Regions from separate parts of the Mus musculus genome. Here regions 2, 3 and 4 are each linked to region 1. The links are chromatin contacts, called in public Hi-C, promoter capture Hi-C and targeted proximity ligation maps. All regions are on one chromosome and are shown on one strand. The core of a region is the stretch at or near the end of the contact, and the rest is flanking DNA. Distances in the headings are between cores, read along the strand shown.

Evidence for each region. Promoter capture Hi-C pulls out the DNA fragments that hold promoters and counts their contacts. A called contact is a pair of places that touch in the nucleus more often than the background predicts.
Region 2: a contact with region 1 is called in a targeted proximity ligation map of bone marrow-derived macrophages, with 2.2 times the contacts expected there. A contact is called at or near these places in 6 of 39 promoter capture datasets (the C10 cell line, the SN4741 cell line, cranial neural crest and 2 more), 8 of 130 datasets of targeted methods (the 230-238 cell line, the NIH/3T3 cell line, the SCID.adh cell line and 4 more) and 3 of 9 other capture datasets (adipose tissue, liver and pancreatic islet).
Region 3: a contact with region 1 is called in a promoter capture Hi-C map of liver. A contact is called at or near these places in 3 of 39 promoter capture datasets (the C10 cell line, liver and second pharyngeal arch cranial neural crest), 1 of 484 Hi-C or Micro-C datasets (liver), 3 of 130 datasets of targeted methods (the 230-238 cell line, the NIH/3T3 cell line and the SCID.adh cell line) and 1 of 9 other capture datasets (adipose tissue).
Region 4: a contact with region 1 is called in a Hi-C map of embryonic stem cells, with 4 times the contacts expected there. A contact is called at or near these places in 3 of 39 promoter capture datasets (the C10 cell line, cranial neural crest and embryonic stem cells), 1 of 484 Hi-C or Micro-C datasets (embryonic stem cells), 3 of 130 datasets of targeted methods (the 230-238 cell line, bone marrow-derived macrophages and embryonic stem cells) and 2 of 9 other capture datasets (adipose tissue and liver).

What each region holds. Positions count from the first base shown.
Region 1 is chr19:3,321,995-3,324,694 of GRCm38.p6, reverse strand. Cpt1a (carnitine palmitoyltransferase 1a, liver) reads right to left here and starts at 1,394. Exons shown (of 19, transcript NM_013495.2): 1 at 1,321-1,394.
Region 2 is chr19:3,470,146-3,472,845 of GRCm38.p6, reverse strand. It overlaps Ppp6r3 (protein phosphatase 6, regulatory subunit 3), which reads left to right. Exons shown (of 24, transcript NM_028999.1): 17 at 813-867; 18 at 1,745-1,875. Among named protein-coding and RNA genes, the nearest start is that of Gm23940, 19 kb to the left of the region's middle.
Region 3 is chr19:3,555,109-3,557,808 of GRCm38.p6, reverse strand. All of the region lies in intron 1 of Ppp6r3 (protein phosphatase 6, regulatory subunit 3), which reads left to right. Among named protein-coding and RNA genes, the nearest start is that of Ppp6r3, 19 kb to the left of the region's middle.
Region 4 is chr19:3,532,547-3,535,246 of GRCm38.p6, reverse strand. The region is part of intron 2 of Ppp6r3 (protein phosphatase 6, regulatory subunit 3); the gene reads left to right. Among named protein-coding and RNA genes, the nearest start is that of Ppp6r3, 42 kb to the left of the region's middle.

The sequences.
Region 1 (2,700 bases), core at 145-2,644:
CCTACTACTCTGCACTGCCCCGGAGCAAGCACTGTCCTCCCCACACCACAGTCCTCTGCTTTAGGTCCTCACTGAGTCCTGAGTCGACCGACTAGGAAGGGGGTGGTGGTGATGTATGCTTGCTGGCACAAATAAAAGGCCAAAGCTGTGTTTTAGTCATTTGGCTTGTGGTTTTGACAGTGATAAACACGCTTGAATATCAGGAATGACCAGAAACCAGACGCCTGTGCAACAAAATGCTGTAACTAAATACGCGTTCCGAAAGGCTTCTAAACTCACTTTCATTTTATTTGCGAACTTCCAAAGTTAGCAGTTTCCGACTAAAATCTGTTTTTGGACAACTATTTAAATGCACGGAACGAGAGTCGGCCCAGAGCTGAGAGTACTGAGCTTGATTGTATGTAGCCTGGTTCACACTAGGAACTTTTTAACTCCTTAAAAACTTGAGCGTTCATCTGTGTTCTGTGACATCAACGAAAACCAGACCCGATTCACAATAAGATGAAGAAAAACGAAGGGTACCCGCTGTTACCGCACAGCCTGGTTGCCCAGACCGTGCTGTCCGGCTGTCCCAGGCCAAGTTCGCTCAGGCCAGGTCACGTGACGCCCCCACCCTCCCGGGCTCTGGTCCCGGCGCGACCTTGGGCAGTCTCTGACACCCACCTGCCCTTGAACCCCGGGCAAAACCGCGGTGAGGGGTGCAAAACACTTAAGTCTCTGCGCCAAGGGTGTGTCCCGAAGGCTATACTGCAGGGACCCGCACGAAGAGAGGGCACCGGCCACCTGCCAAGTCCCCTGTGCGAGCATCCTTCCTACTGCCGAGCCCGACCCTCACGGACCCCGAGAACCAATCCACCTGCAGAGTAGCGGGTGGAAAGAGCCTGGAGAACGCTCGGCGTCCACACTGGCCCCAAGCCACCCGCGGAGTGGGGAGTGAGCAGGGGTCAGAAAGGGAGTTGACACTCCTACTGGTCAGGGACCAAGGAGTCACGCCTAATCATAAGCATCTTTCACAGAGCAATGAAGACCCCAAACCCACGCGGTGAGTGAATCCACCGTGGGGCGGGACACCACGAGCCGAGGTCCCACGCGTCCCGAGTGGAGGCATTTTGCCCAGTCTGGGGACCAAGCATCTTTCCTCCCGTCCCGGGATCCCCCAGATCCGTCACTGCGCGGGGGAGGGAGTGCCCTCTGCTTCTCCAATGCGCGGCTCACGCGTACCCTACGGGCACAGTCTGGGTCTCCCTCCACACTCTTAAGAATGACACCCGCGCGCCCAGCCCAGGGCGGTGCCGCAGCGCTGCCCTCGCGGTGTCTTACCGAGTCTGCAGACGGCGGCGGCGGAATGAGCGAGCGGAGTCCGGGCCGGGGCGGGCGAGGCCAGGCTCACCGACGCGCGCCGCGGGTGATTGGCTGAGCCCAGCTGGGCTGCAGCGCGGGCAGGACGGGGCGGGGCCTGGACGGGGCGGGGCTGCGGGGAGGAGGTCAGTAAGGAAACTGAGGCTAAGTCCCGAGCTTGCCAACGGCAGACCTAGGACAACATTCCTTACCCTGAGAGCCTCAGTTTCTTCATATACAAAAGGGACCAACTCATTAAAGCCATGTCCAAAACAGCTCTTTGCACCATACTTGGCTTACACTCGCGGTTTACACTAATCCGCCCGTAAACTTCTCTGCAACCCTGCGGGAGTTATGCTGATTTTGCTCCAGACTTTTGGTTTGTTTGGTTGTTTGGTTGATTATTTTTTTTTTTAAAAAAGGGGAGTGGGACGCTTGGGGTGGTGTTGGGAAGAACGGCTTGTCTAACATCAGAGAATGAAGAAGTAAGCTCAGGTTCCAAGTTTGAGAACAGATGTTTGACATCCGGGGGCAGGTTGGCGCCAGAGGCCAACACACTCATAGTCTCCCTGGGATAAAATCGTCAGGGGGCGGGGGAACCCTCATCTGCGGAACAATTAGGGTGTGTGGGTAGCTCACAATGCCGTGCATTCCTTGCCTGTGTAAGGTCCTGGATTCAAGTCTCTGCGCCCAAAAGCAACGGAATCGAAGTACTCTTTGAACGCTGAGAACGAATAGGTGTCAATAGGGGAGTGATTGGAACCTCGGACAGAGTGGCTTCTGGAGGGGGATCGCTGGCAGCACACGGGGAACGAAGGTTGCAGGGTGAGTTGTGAACAGGGTGTAGAGAAGTCGGGCCAGACATGGCAAAGCACTCTACCCGCCAGATGGGGCGCCCTCCCAGGCTGCAGCTCCAGGCCCTGCGTGTAGCAAGCTCTCCATAAATGCGCTGAAGAAGGAAGAGTCGCAGCTCTGAGGTCAAGCACGCCTGGTCATGGAAGAGCCCTGTTTGCCTCCATCTTTCTCTGCCTTGCCGTGGAAGGGTTCCATAGAGAAAATGAAAGTTCCCCTTGATCCCGCCCCCAACTGTAGTTAACTGTTGCTGTATCTCATCTCCCCCTACACCTCTATTATTTAAAAGGACAGGCGATTGTTGGGTGTAACTTTGAGATTTTTAGTTTATGTGAAGGGACTCATAGAGAATCGGGGTCTTTCACTTGCCTTCATTGTTCTGACACACCCAAACGCCTTCCATCTTCTTAAGCATCCTTATCTGAGCACCTGTTCCTGAGCGTGGAAGCAGAGACCAGTGTGACATGTGGCTGGCACTGCAGAGGTGCTATCTGGAAACACTTTCTGCTG
Region 2 (2,700 bases), core at 201-2,700, 150 kb before region 1:
GCACTGCATGAACATGCTCTACAGGCAGTCTGGAGCAGAGGCTCTACTGTGAACAGCATGCACTAAGACACCCAGCGACCTCCCTCATTGGCTTATTTCTATCCAGAAAGAAAAACACTATACAAGGCATTTATCTGTTTGCTATGTGAACAATCTACATAGGATCAGAATACACACACACACAGACACACACACAGACCCTCATCCCTACCCCATCTCCTCTTGACATCTTGGATTTTTCCCATCTGGACTCTAGTTTTACTAGTTCAGAATTGACATTCTCTTTTAGAACAAATGCTTAGCCTGATAACTGGTTAGAATGGAGCTTTGATGATTAATAACATTGTCCCACCATTTATAATCATGTAGCTCATCATGGCTGCTTTTACCCATCCCTGTCATGCTTTCAAGGAGGCAGGATGGCAGGATTGCCTGTGTGTTTCATGTACGAATCGGTCCTAGTACCTAACAATGCTTTTGTGCTTTTTCATGTTTGGACTTGATTGTTTGGAAGCTTTTTTCTTGGTTTTGTTGATGTGATCCTTGCAACCATAATTAGCACAGAAGTTAGAAATGTGTTGTTGAAAGGCTGTCACGGCCTCAAAGCATCATCTCCACTGCTCCCATCTCAACTCTTCCCTGTATCCACTCTTTAGTACCAGGGAGGGCACCATTGAATACAGCACGGAGGGTTTGTGCATTACTCACCGAGAGTGCATTGATAATAGAAATACTTGAAATTTTGAGGATTTCAGAGCACTGTTTATAGCCACCTATGGATGACAACAATTCTTCTTATGTTTTCTTTATAGTGTTTCTTTTGATCGGGTGTCAGATATCAACTTTACTCTCAATACAAATGAAAGTGTAAGTATAAACGCTTTCTGTTGTGCTCTGCCACTGGAGAAGTGGAGAATTGTGTTGTGTTGTGTTGTGTGTTGTGTTGTGTTGTGAAAGTGTGAGTATAAACGCTTTCTGTCGTGCTGTGCCTCTGGAGAAGTGGAGAATTGTGCTGAGTGTTGCCGGAGGCTGCAGATGGTTGTCCCGAGCTGTAGGCTCTTTTGCCCTATGGGATCCCACATCCCAGTTATCCTAATGAGTATCATCACATTATGTCTGCCTGGACCTGCAAGTAGGAGTTTGCAACCTTGGCTAATAGGACCCTGCCACTGTGATTGTACCACAGACATTTGGCCTTGGTTTCTCATCTCTGTTGCATGAAAAGAACATAACTTGGGTCAATATCAAGCTCTCTGCCAGGCTTCTCTTACAAACAAGACATTTGTGGCATTTTAATGGGGCCGTTCTGATTTTAGGTTGAATATCATGAGAATCTACTTTTACTTGCTGTTGGTGAGGTAGAATAACTCGTCAGGTTATAGCAGCTCTTTATGACTTCCTGGGCTGGTAACAGGAAGGACCCATGTCATTTCCTTGTTGGTCATATTGAAGACTTATCTTTGATCAAAGAGGAAGCTCAGAATGAAATGGGCAGTCCTGTGAGGAACAAGTGAGCTCATATTCAGGCCTTTTTCATGCTAAATCCAATCTTTCTCAGGAATTTTTTGTTACTTACACAGAAGCTAACATTTTATTTTTATGTTTATGCTTGATTTGGGCATATGTAATAGGTACCATTTTTTGAAAAGCAAATATAAAAACACAATTTTCCCTGGTAATTTGGGAGAGAAAACAGTTCTGACTTCAGTTGTATTTTTCTCTTTTCTTTACTTTTTTTCTGTAGGGAAATATTGCCCTGTTTGAAGCATGTTGTAAAGAACGGATACAACAATTTGATGATGGCGGCTCTGATGAAGAGGATATCTGGGAGGAGAAGCACATTGCATTTACTCCCGAATCCCAGAGGAGGTCCAGGTGAGCCACGGCTTGCCATGCCAAGTGATTTTCATGAGACTTGCACATGGCACCACCAATGTAAGCTGAACTTGCAGGACAAAATAATTAAGTATTTAAAAAAATAAATGGAGGCAGAGGCAGGCAGATTTCGGAGTTAGAGGACAGCCTGGTCTACAGAATGAGTTCCAGGACAGCCAGGGCTACACAGAGAAACCCCATCTCAAAAAAATCAAAAGGAAAAAAAAATGGATGGATGGAGGACTAGAGAGATGAGCCAGTGCTTACGAACACTTGCTGTTTATTCTGAAGACCTGAGTTAGATTCCCAGTACCACAGGACAGCTTGTAGCCATAGCAACTTCAGTTCTGAGGGATCCAGTGCCCTCTTCTGGCCTTTATTGGTACCAGGCACAGAAATGGTGCAAGCAAAACACCCACATACATTAAATAAACAAGCAAAAAATAATAAAAGGGAAGATGTTCTGGTCCACTCTGCCTTTAGCAGCATGACTCTTTACACAAGAGCCATGGAAGTTGATCCCATGTTCTTTTTTTCTTCTTTTCTTTTAACTTGGTTTTCCTTTGCAAGTAACTTAATGAAATTTTATTTATTTGTTTGTTTGTTTGTTTGTTTATTTAGGGTAGACATGTTTGTGCTTGCATCTTGGAGTGATCAGTGTTTGTTTGTTTGTTGTTTGTTTTTGGTTACCGATCCTGGGGGGTCAAATTTAGCTTGTCAGGCTTGACAGGAAGCACTTTTACTCACAGAACCATCTCTGTCCTGCAAAAAGTGTCTCGTCAGCAACATCCTCCTAGTTCAGAAAAACTTTTTTTCAAACCAGAA
Region 3 (2,700 bases), core at 184-2,683, 230 kb before region 1:
TTAAGCCTGTGTGTCAGCACTCCTGGGAGACCAACTCTCTCCAGTCAGAATTTGGGTATGGAGAGCTGTGGCACAGGGTCAGCTCTGGGGCACAGATGGAAACTGCCAGCCTGTACTTTCAAAGGCTTCTGTGATAGTAATGTATAGAGAGAAAGAGTGGCCAGGGAGAAAAAAGAATTCATGGTCAAAGAGGCCAACTGATGAAAACATTCTCATTCCAGTGTGGGTGGGTAGGGCAGGTGGGAAGAGGTGTCTCCTGGTGAACCGCGTTGAGAGCAGGTTAAATGAGGACTGAAAAGGGTAACTGAGTGAACCCAGCTTGAAGTCGACTGGTACAGTATATAATTAATTGAAGAGGGAGTGCTATCATATGCTGTAAAATATAATTACTACAAAGCACTAACCAGCCCAGCCCAATAGAAATGGACAAAAACTGTAAACAGACACTTGGCAGAAAAGTGAAGTGTAAATGGCTTTCAAAAATTCAAAAAATTGGAGCTGACTGGTTAGGGATATGTACTATTTTTACAGAAGACCCAAAGTTAGTTGCCTGCACCTGCATCGCAGATCAGAACTACCAGTAGTTTAGTTCCAGTGGATCTCATAGTCTTTTCTGGACTCTACAGGCAAAGTGTACTCAGGCACACAGAAACATACTTTGAAAAATGTGAACAATGTGCAGCCTTACTCAAGAGAAAAGAAAGCATGCTTTCATGTTGATGGATGTGAAGAAACAGACATTCATGTGGTGGGTGGTGGGAAGAAAGTAGGTGTGACTTAACAGAGGTGCACGTCTATTCTCCAGCAGCTCTACTTTTGGAAGATTAGGCTTTTTTTTTTTTTTTTTTTTTTTTAAATAAAAGCAAGAATTGAAAACGATGTGGTCATTAGTGGTGGCCTTCTTACATGGGAAAGTACTGGTCAAAAGTCTTCAGGAAAGGGTTTAGAGGTTGTTTGTTTTTGTTATTAATCAAGCTTTGTCAAAATCTTTGAGAATCTTTTTTTTCATTTAAAAAATGAAAAACATACCAATGTTGGTCTGGTATAAGCTAAAGCAGGCTGTAGAAGTGAGCCTTTGGAAGAGCTGTTAGTCTAGTCACTCTGAGCGGGGTGGGCTGGGGGTGTGTGACTACCTTTAGGACATGCACCAGTCAGTGTGTATTCCTTTTTCAGAGGCTGACAGAGATTCTTTTTGGGAAACTCATTCCTGTTGTATGTACATACTGGGCTACACCACAAGGAAAGGGTGTGTGATGTCTTAAAAGACTTGTGAGTGAGTCCACATTCCATTTTAACCTGATTATGCCTAGAACAGGCATATCTCCCATCAAGGCCACATCAAATTTTACTTGGTTTGAATCCTTGACAGAGTAAGTGTCTGATGCCAGAGAGCTCTGAATGTAGCCTGGGACCTTGTTTGTGTATGTGAGAACAGCACTGACCTTTGTGAGCTGTACATTCTCATGTTGCCCACGTGAACACAGTGCTGTGGGCCTTTTTGAAGTTTGGCCTTTTATTTATCTTTTTAAATAAGAGGCTTGGTACAACCAAACAGACTGGTCTTACAGCAGAGAAATTTTTTTTTTCTTTTTAACAAACTCACTGGCACTCATTCTAAAGATGAAAATGGCCTCAAACTCCGAGAGATTGGCCTGATTCTGCTTCTTGAGTGCTGAGGCTACAGGTGTGCATCACCACATCTGGCTTTGAGCAACTTTACATTCTCTGTTGTTTTCAGTTTAAATTTGAGTAACTTCTTAAAAATTTGAGACTGTTGTTACTTGTTTTTCTTTGTGTTCTGATACTGTTTATATTTCCTTATTTCTTAGATCATAGGAATGACTTATAAGATTGAGAAGTGATGGTTTAGTCTCAAGTCTCCCATTTTGTAGATAAGACAAATACAAAGAGAAGAGATTCCCTTCCTAGAACTGAATCTTTGTGCCACCTTAGACCTGCCTGTGGGACTTAAAGGGATGTGCTTTTTTTTTTTTTAATATTTTATTTATTTCTAGAGTCTGGGTGTCTTGTCACACTAGTTGACTTTGAACTTGGCTTGTAGCTGATGGTTTCTCAATTTTTTAAAAAGATCTATTTATTTATTTATTTGTTATATGTGTGTACACTGTAGCTGTCTTCAGACACTCCAGAAGAGGGCATCAAAGTTTTGTTATGGATGGTTGTGAGCCACCATGTGGTTGCTGGGATTTGAACTCAGGACCTTTGGAAGAGCAGTCGGCGCTCTTAACTGCTGAGCCATCTCAGCAGCCTGGGATGTGCCTTTGATTATACTGCTGCTGCTGTAATGAAGAATATTAATTTATGAAAGATACTAGTTCATTTAAAGGGGCATGTTGGTGCATGCCTGTAATCCCAGCTCTTGGGAGGTGGGGCCAGGAGGATGGCAGCAAATTGGAGGCTAGCCTGATGTGCATAGAGAGTTTAGGCTGGCCTGGGCTACAAAGTGTGAGATTGTTTTTAAAAAGAAAAGAAAGAAATTTACTCTAATGCATTTTCACTCACTCGGTTGAACAATATGCCATGTAAAAAGTTTTGGTGACATTGAGGAAGTGTTAAAAGTAGGTACCTCAGTTGGGCTAATGAAGTCTGACCAGTTTAGTAATTCCTCACTCACTGTGGCTGTAACAGGTATAGGTGGTCCACTGGTCTTGACTTTGGATGCAAGTTTACTAATCTATG
Region 4 (2,700 bases), core at 192-2,691, 210 kb before region 1:
AAGCAGCTGTTTCTATTTTTGTATAATTTGTTTGTTGTGCTCCAGGTGTTGAGGTGACTGCAGCCGCTGCAGTGGGAGTTGTTCTAGCAGTGTTACTGCAAGCCTGGTGGATATGCTCTGGTGGTCCCCTTGGACTGCAGTGGGGCTCATTCTGAAATGATGTAGACAGATTTGACTGGGCTGGCATGTTGCTGTGCAGTCTCATAGAACCCTGTGCTCAGGGCTTCCTTTAATGCTTGCCTTAACTTCTTGAACTCGTCACCATCTTGAGTTGTTTTTGGAGACAACGTTTTTGTTTTGTGTCCAGACAGTCTTGGGTATAACTGTCACACAGGGCAGGGTATGGACTGAGAGTTTGGCCGAACCCCACTTCTTCCTGCAGAAAGAAAGAAGTGCTCAGCCGAAGCAGAGCTCTTCAGAGAGATGATGTGGTTCTTGTTATTCCTGCAGTTCACAGTTCATTCACAGGGCAATCAGCAGCAGTTTTCTTTTCAGAGAAACTTGGAGCTTCTGGTAGTATGTGTTTTAAATTTAGCATTTGGTGTAATTGTTCTTCTCTTTGGACAATCATATGGTGTGTAGCTCCCATGTAAACACAGTCCCTTGCGTTAGTATGCTTTTTATGTTACTGTATTCAAATATGATAATAAAAATAAAGGCTAAATTGATTCTTAGTTGTCCCTTTGAATAACAGTTGATGGGCACTATCCCAGACTTATGGCATCAGGTAGATAATACAGAGTCTCATGCCGGAGCTGTTCTTTCCTGAGTCAGAAATCAGACTGCATTTTACAAAACCTCTAGGTGACTCCTTGCCCATAAAGGTTTGAGAGCAAGTGCTCTAAGCTTCCAAGTGGAGCATTGTTGGGGTATTGATAAAATGGTGGCTTCTTTTGAAGTACATTCCAGCTGCTCACTTTCCACAATCAGTTAATGTGATAAGCTGCTAAGGCTTAAAAGTGTTGAGATGAGGTTTCAGGACTGCAAGCTCCAGCAGCCCCACAGCTGGCAATAGAATCCAGGTCTCTGTGAATACTTAATGGCACTGAAGAGATTCCTATTGCTGCGATGAAACACAATGACCAAAAAGCAATTTTGGGAGAAAAGGGTTTGTTTAACTTTGTATTGCTGTTGATAATCAAAGGAAGGAAGTCAGGACAAGAACTCAAATAGGACAGGAATCTGAAGGTAGGATCTGATGGCCATGGAGTGTTCTGCTTACTGGCCTGCTTTCTTTTAGAACCCGAGACTGCCAGCCCAGGGATGGAACCAACCATCAGCCACTAATTCAGATAATGCCTTACAGCCAGATCTTATGGAGGTTTCCTTCCTTTCAGATAACTCTACTTTATGTATCAAGTTGACATAAAACTAGCCCACACAGAGGATAGGATACTCTTGATACTTGGTGGAAGCACCTGATTGTCAGTCAATCATGCTTAAGTTCCTTGGATGGGCTGATGTTGTGTGAGCAGGACCTTGGTTCTCACATCTCCTGTAGATGATGTCCCATGTCTCCCAGACAGTCAGTGCTGATGAAAGGAAATAAAACTTGAGACATGTGATTCATGTAATTTATGTCAAATAGCCCAAAGAGTTGTTTGTGAGCTTTGAAACCTGGGGCTGAGAACATAGCAGAACAGGCCAGGACATGCCCGGGCAGGCCCCTTGTTACATGTCCTGACTGGCCTAGTGCCTCCCTATCTCCTGCCCTTCTGACAATCTGTTGATGTTTAAGTGGACCAATCATGTAAAACCGTGCCAATTCCTCCCCCAGCCCCACCCCTTTCTATAAAAACCCCTAGCTTCCAAGCCACGGGTCGAAACCACTGTCTCCTGTGTGAGATACGATTTGAACCGGAGCTCTGCCATTATGGCTCCACCATGTGGTCAACACCTGTCTCCTGCGGGAGATACGTGTCGGCCCGGAGCTCCGTCATTAAGCCACCTCATGCTTTTACATCAAGATGGTCGTCTGTTCGTGATTCTTGGGTGCACGTCGAATCGGGAATTGAGTGGGGGTTTCCCCACTAGGTTCTTTCACTGACACACTGTGAAATGAAGGGCTCTGTCCTAGGTTACCGTCCACAGCCAACCTTGGTAGTGTATGAAACTAGTCTAACAGTCGTCCGTCCGTCCGTCCCGTGTGCCCCCCCACCCACACACAGGGTTTCTCTATAGCTTTGGCTGTCCTGGAACTTACTTTGTAGACCAGGCTGGCCTCTCACTGAACTCAGAAATCCACCTGCCTCTTCCTCCCGAGTGCTGGGATTAAAGGCTTGCGCTACCACGCCTGGCTTGGTGTAACAGTCTTAATGGATCTGTAGTTAAAGCCTGGATCTGAGGTGAATAGGTTTATTCAAGAGATGGAAATGGGTCCGTTGGCTCTCTTGTGTAGATGGCAGTTTTCACTAGAAGATCAGCAGAGATCATCTGCGGGGTCAGGTGACTCCCTGATGACTTGCTTGCTTGCTCTAAATATCTAGTCCTTTTGTGGGAAAAAAACATTTTCAAACTTCTTGGTTTAATTTGTAAAAGAAGCCTAGGGTCGGTAAAAAAGGGTACCTTGGTCTCTCACCAAATACCTTCCCTTGCTGGCCAGCTTTCCTAGAGTTCCATAAGTAAGCGTCACTCAGCTAAAGTGTGGATTTTAAGTATGTTCATGTGTCCTGCAGACACTTTGTTAGGTCCGTGATGGTG